Regions from separate parts of the Columba livia genome. Here region 2 is linked to region 1. A link is a contact called in public Hi-C data. All regions are on one chromosome and are shown on one strand. Each heading gives the region's core, a stretch centred on a gene start, on an enhancer-like site or on the middle of the called end of the contact. The rest is flanking DNA. Distances are from core to core; before and after follow the strand shown. Region 1 overlaps MAP4K4 (mitogen-activated protein kinase kinase kinase kinase 4). Region 2 has its middle 11 kb from the start of MAP4K4.

What was found. A called contact is a pair of places that touch in the nucleus more often than the background predicts.
Region 2: a contact with region 1 is called in a Hi-C map of crop, with 2.0 times the contacts expected there. The contact joins two enhancer-like sites. A contact is called at or near these places in 2 of 2 Hi-C or Micro-C datasets (crop and liver).

What each region holds. Positions count from the first base shown.
Region 1 is chr1:68,370,009-68,373,215 of bColLiv1.pat.W.v2, forward strand. All of the region lies in intron 2 of MAP4K4 (mitogen-activated protein kinase kinase kinase kinase 4), which reads right to left. Among named protein-coding and RNA genes, the nearest start is that of MAP4K4, 33 kb to the right of the region's middle. Within about 2 kb of position 1,428, at least 2 of the 3 cell types and tissues checked have an H3K27ac peak away from gene starts, as active enhancers do.
Region 2 is chr1:68,414,846-68,418,052 of bColLiv1.pat.W.v2, forward strand. No RefSeq gene overlaps it. Among named protein-coding and RNA genes, the nearest start is that of MAP4K4, 11 kb to the left of the region's middle. Within about 2 kb of position 1,631, at least 1 of the 3 cell types and tissues checked has an H3K27ac peak away from gene starts, as active enhancers do.

The sequences.
Region 1 (3,207 bases), core at 178-2,677:
TTAGTTAGAGAGTTTTGGGAGGCACTGTCACATCTTTATCAGGAGGAGCCCATTCCTACACCTGGGAGACATTGCACCTCAGTGGTATGGACATCCTCATGTGCTGAAAGATGAACTTTGGGGAAATTAGCACCACCCTTTGAGGAACCATTTTCCTTGCAAAAGGTCACTCCTCTAGAGCCCCTTACGCAATTCCGTATTTGATCCCAGGCAAACAAACCGGGCCCAGTCCAAATTCAGAATGTCACTTCTTAGTTTCTTAGGTGGTCCTAATGGAATAGTCTAAGACTAAGGCTTATGCTTCTTCAACAATACAGAGAAATAAAGTAGAGGAAGGCTGAACCATTATCTCGGATTGTGCAAGAACAAAGCTACCAACCGCATTTCCTTGAATCTAAGATTTTTCCCATCTTGCAGTTTGGAGGAGCAGATGCACACGTGGAATTAAAAGTAGATATCTGGGCTAGGAAGTAGGATTCCCATGGTTTGCCATTACACAGAGCTACAAGCACGTCTTTCCACCCATCAGTGAGAATGAAGGCATTCAGGCAAACAGGCCAGGTCACCAAATCAAGTCTTCCCTTTATTTCCACAGCTAAGAAGGAAGATGGGAGCTCTAACACGAAGCAAGCTTTCCAACTTTTCTTTAGCAGCCTACAGAAATTCTCAAACTTGTTTTCAAGGCCTCCCAAGAAATCAAGGGCTGGGGAATGGGTTTGAGTTACCAAGCCGGGCAGCAAACATCCCATGCATTGTGGGGATATGCAAAAACAGAAAAGGAAAAAGCACAAATGGGATTTGGGAAGAAGAAAAGAATATAAGCAGAAAAAGGAATGCAAGAGTTTCACTTCTGGTTTGTTTTCTGGTTTTAATTTTCAATTTAAAATACCTCCTACAAAAGGCTTTCAGATTATACAGGCAAGTATTGTGTAGGCTACAATACAGACTCTTAAAACACAAACAAGAGAAGGATTTTGTTTATGCTGACAGAGCAAATTGAGCAGACCAAAACCTATCTTCAAATATTTATTTTCACATTGTGAATGTCAACATTCTTTTCTGTCTTCAGGACAAGTGGAGTGGGTAAGGTACAGTCACTGTACAAGCCAAGGTCAAACACATCCCTCCAAGGTTTGATTTGGCTAGATACCACTGGAGGACTTATTTGTGCAAGCTTGGAGATATGTAATCAAGCAGGAGACTGCAGAGATTCCTGAGAATTTGTGGGAAGAGAAGGGTGTATTTATTAGTGTTTTAAATTATGAACAGGTGAAGGACTAATTGTTAAAACAACAAGGGGGCCAGAGCTCAGAGGAGGCCCACAAGTGCCTGTGCAGCAGGGTTCCCACCTAAATCGCAGACCCCCCCACACATGTACCCTTGACCTCACAGTCTAAGGAGGGAGGGCAGGCTTGTGTAATGAAAGGGCAAAATAAATATCTGAGGCACTTAAGCTGTATTTTTTCTACACTTCGATTTCTTTCACAGCAGCAGCGCTGTAAAATGACCTTTCTGGCTAGAGCCCACCATTCTTCAGGAGGTTTTCAAGGAGCATAATTTCAGAAAGGGTTTTGCAGTCGACCCTCTGCAAGGCAAACAGCCATCAAAAGCACATGCACGTGTTTGTACATTTCCGTGGGGGGAGGTGTCAATCAAGTTTTCTGCGGAGAGCCCACGTGTGTGCCTTCCTGCCGTGGGGATTGCTGCACACAGGGATCCCAACAGCTAAACTGCAAGTGCTGCCAGAATGCAAAGAATTCAAGTGCAACAGCTGGACCAAGACTAAGCTGTCTGGAAATACCGGAGCAATCTACCACCACCCTAATGGCTGCAATTAACTTACCCTAGCACTGACTTTTTTGGTTGGTTGGTTGGGGTTTTTTGTTTGTTTTTAATGGCCCCTAAAAAAAAAAAAAAAAAAAGACACAGACACCAAGCACTTGCCCTTGTGCAAAATCTTTCCACCATAAAGAATTTGGTTCCTGAAGAAGTTCAATATTAGCTTAAGCAGAAGCATAAACAGGCTGAGGCGTAAAACACAAAGACATAAAATTCTCCATTGTGGATTTTTTGGTATTTTTTTTTATGTGGGTCAGTCCACAGGGTGTACATGTCCTATATGTCCCAACTGCACCCACACATACACACTGATCGTGTACCATTCCAGGGTACCTCTAACTACAGATTAGGCCAGGATGCAGCAACCAAAAACATCTCTCTAAAAAATGTCATCTCTTCTAGTGTTGCACTGGGAAGAGTTACTAAGAAACATAGCAAAGCAACCCTTTAGCCATCAGTTTTAGCCAACAGTCGTTTCAACCAGCCGTGGGTCAGACCTTTTCACCTTTAGCTGATCCTGTGGCAAAACCTTCCTCATATTACCTCTGTGAGAGCCTCTAACCCCTTTTTCCACTATTGCTTCTTCACCAAAGTTCAAAGAGGGGTACTCTGGCAAACAAAAACTATGTTAACTTTTCCACTGCTTGTCCAGCATGCAATTCATTTCAGGGGTAAGTTCAGAGCCTTTTATCAGGACAGTCACACACAAGCATCGCAGTTTCCATCTCCAGCTGCCAGATGGCCCAGTAGGTGAGGCACAGGCAAAAAGCAGCCAGGATGCTGGTTTGGTAACCAGAAACTCCACACAGGTGTTTTGTCTTCTGCTCCAGGTCTTCTTCTGAGTCACCTGTCTAAGACTTGCAGCATAGGGTCATCGCCCCGAGCAAGACAATAGTGATGTGTAAAGGAAAAAGGGAACATTTAAAGACATTTTTTGTTGGTTTTGGGTTTTTTGTGTTGTTGGGTTTTTTTTTTCCCTGGTGTGTGCATATGAGTTAATCATCTTATTTACGAGGGGGTAGTCACTCCACCTACAGACAAGATTGGCGCTGGCTTTTCTCCTACTATTGCTATTAAGCATGTCTTTCAACAGCATTCACTGATCCACCATATGAAACAGCAATTAATAAGTCAGATAGGGGAGTGGAGCACTAACCAAATCCAGACCTGCGCAACTGGGAGCAGAACCTGCACAATAACCTGCACAAAAGGTTGGCTGTACAAGAGGCACGGTCAAACATGTGGGCGCGAATCAATACATGCTGTGACAGAAACTCAGCATATGAGAAAACACACTAGTGGGTGACATGGCACAGGAGAAGCCCAGCTCACACGGTGACGCTTCTGGTCGTCTTTTTTTTCCCCTCG
Region 2 (3,207 bases), core at 381-2,880, 45 kb after region 1:
TGAGCACTTTAGAGAAAAATAATATTGTCTTTATCAAAATGCTGAGAAATTGGAGGTCACAAGTTCTTTCAAACCAGGGACTAATTTGGGATACTTAACACAAAGTATTTTATTTTCATTCACACTTTGCATATCAGTTTTCTTGGTAGTTGACTTCATATAATCCTTCTCAATCCTTTCTTTTTCTACGCTCCTAACATCGCCAAATACTTGCAGATCTCTAGAAGTAGTGGCTTCCCTTGAAAAATCCTGGGGGCTAAGTCTCTTACCCAAAGATGACTGGACCGATGAGCTCTGCAGCTATACTTTTCACAGAACCCTTGCAGCAACATCAAGATCAGACTCTTAGACTAAGGCACCCAGGACCACACTGTACCCCAGCACCCAGACCACCACAGTGTGTTCGTGCAGTCTGGCTTCCTACAGCATGTGCAGGCATCATGCTGCAGAGCAAAACCACCTCTGCCAAGTTAGATTAGACTCTTCTATCCAGATGCTGCCCAGATGTGTGCCAGCCAGTGCAAAAAGGGTTTTTATGCTATGTTGCCTCATCATATTTCAAAAGGCAAAACAAGACAGGTTGTGTCATCTTGCAGTGCCCGTCAAGCATTTGCCACTCCAGCACAGGGCCTATCACTGCCAAGGATGTACGTTACCTCCTTACTGCTTGTCATCGCAGGCTGAGGACAGTTTATGAGTAGGAAAGATCAATCAAAAGCGTGATGAAGTGAAGATCTTCTGCCCCAGTAAGATCCTGTTGATGGATGTATGCAAAGGAGTCTGGACTAACAACTGCAAAGGAGGATCTAAGATATTTCCGTAGTGAACCGTCTTGTCCTGGCTGCAGTTTTCCACAGCTCTCCTCTGCTCATTCCAAAGGCATGAACAAGTAACCAGTTCCCTAGACTCCCCTGGACTCAGAGCTGAGGAGCCCAGCCACACAATGAATCTGCAGGGCTGGGTTTGGGGCCCTTGGCTTTGACCCAATGTAGCAGATCAGGTCCCATTATTCAAAGTGCCATTGAGCTGTACCCCTGAAATACTCACATTTGGAATAATAAAGCAGAGTTCCAACCTGCTCCTAATTTGCTGGTATAAATGTTTAATCTGCAGTGCTTTGTGATTTTCCTGTCCTTTTCAGTTGTCTGATTGTTAGTCTTATTTGTAGGCTAAGAGATGTTCATCAAATCTGACTGCATTTTATGGTGTGTAAAAATTTACTCTAGGCAACAGTAGATAAACTTCTACACAAGTATCAGAGGTGGGAGTCTTCCTAAATGCTGTAAGATGTCTACAGCGTAGAAGTCCAAACTTGACCTCTTTACATCTCTCTTCATAGTAGTCAGTAGAGAAAGAAGGGAACTTCTTGGGTATGATTCATCTCATGAGAAATAGGTCACATGAATCACTTGCTAGAAATGCCTATTTGTATTGACTCAGAAGGAGTGTAGGTACAAAACTCAGGCACAAATGGTTACACTGTGAATGTCCGAAGTTAGATGGGATGAATCCCACATGCCTCATCTGGACTTGATACCCTATAAAACCCCTTTTTTCCTCATCTATTCCCATATCAGGTGTGCATTTGTCAGCCTCTTGGGTGTCTCTGAGTATCTGCTGCAAAAGAGCTAGTTTGTCCCTTCACCCAGGAGTGCCAAACACCACTCCATCAACATAGTTGAGGGAAAATACAAGTTAGGGTAGCGGGGCTTGTCAGGAGGATCAGCAATCAGGATCACAGAATGGGTGGCACCTCTGGGAACTGTCTAGTCTGACCCCTGCTCAGAGCAGGGTCAGCTAATGCAGGTTGCTCAGGACTGCACACTCAGGTTTTGAGTATCTCCAAGGATGAAGACTCCACAACTTGTGGTCACCCTTTTAGTAAAGAAACATGGGGTTTTGTAATGTTGAAATGGTATTTCTTGTATTTCCGTTTATGCCAAGTGCCTCTTTTTCTTTTACTGGGCACCACTTAGAGTTTGACTTCATTGTCTTTAGTCACCCCACTGAGTATTCATACACATGGATCAGATCCCCTTGAGACTTCTCTTCTCCAAGCTGGACAATCCCAGCTCTCTCAGCCTCTCCTCATATGTCAGTCCCTTCATCATGTTCATGGCCATTTGCTGACTTGCTGCAGTAAGTTCCTGTCTCTTTTGTACTGAGGAGCCCAGAACTGGACCCAGCACTCCTGATGTGTCTGCCAGTGCTGAACAGATGGGAATAATCACCTCCCTGGACCTGCTGGCGACCCTCTTCTTAACGCATCCCAGGGGCTGCTGGCATCATCTCGAGCTATTGCACTGGGCCGGGGTAGAGGGCAGCTGCCAGCATGACTGTAGTTTGCTTTCCAGGAATGCCAGAAGCATGTTTCCTAGTTAAAGAGCCACAGCCTTTAGGCAAGCCAAGAAAGGCATGCTAGGGAGGACCCTTCATGGGGAAACTGTATGTGTGGGAGGGCAGGCAGGGAGTTCATAAGGAGAACCACTATTCTGGTACAAGACTTCAGCAGCTTCTGGAAAAAGAGCTACGTAGAATCATAGAATCATTTAGGCTGGAAAAGATCTTGTGGGTGGTGGGTGGGTGGTAAGAAAGGGGCAGCTGCTCTCCATGCAAAAGGAGATTTGCCCTGGTGCTGGCAGACAGGGTAAAAAAAACAAGACGAGAGGTTAAGTGTGATGAGAGGAGAAAGCGGTGGCCAGGTGGAAGAAGATTTGTCCACAGATACAGGGTGTCCAAGGGAATGAAGGCTCTGACATTTATGCAGATGGCATTGTGTGTGGTCCTTCTTGCCCCAGAGCCGCATTTCTCAAGACTATTGCCACAGTTGTTTGCACGTGGATGGAGTGTCCTTTTAAGCATTGGATTCTGCTAGAGCCATTTGGATTGAAAGGGGCCCCCACCACCCTTGCTTGGACTGCGAAGAACACAGATTTACCATGCTGATCTGAAAGTTGTTCTCCATTCTGGCTTTGAAGTGGTATTGTGCACAGTGCTAGCAAGCCTTCAGCCTCTCTTAAAGATTTTCAAGACAGATAAAGATGGAGCACTTATTAATGTGGAGATCCTCAGGGGAAAACTGCAGAATACAAAGGATCAATGGCCATGACAGAAAATAATTTCTGCTCTCTGAAAAACATTCCTTTGCCCTCTATGTGGAACACAGCACATGTGGGTTGGACTGTCCATTATCTAAAGGATTATCTA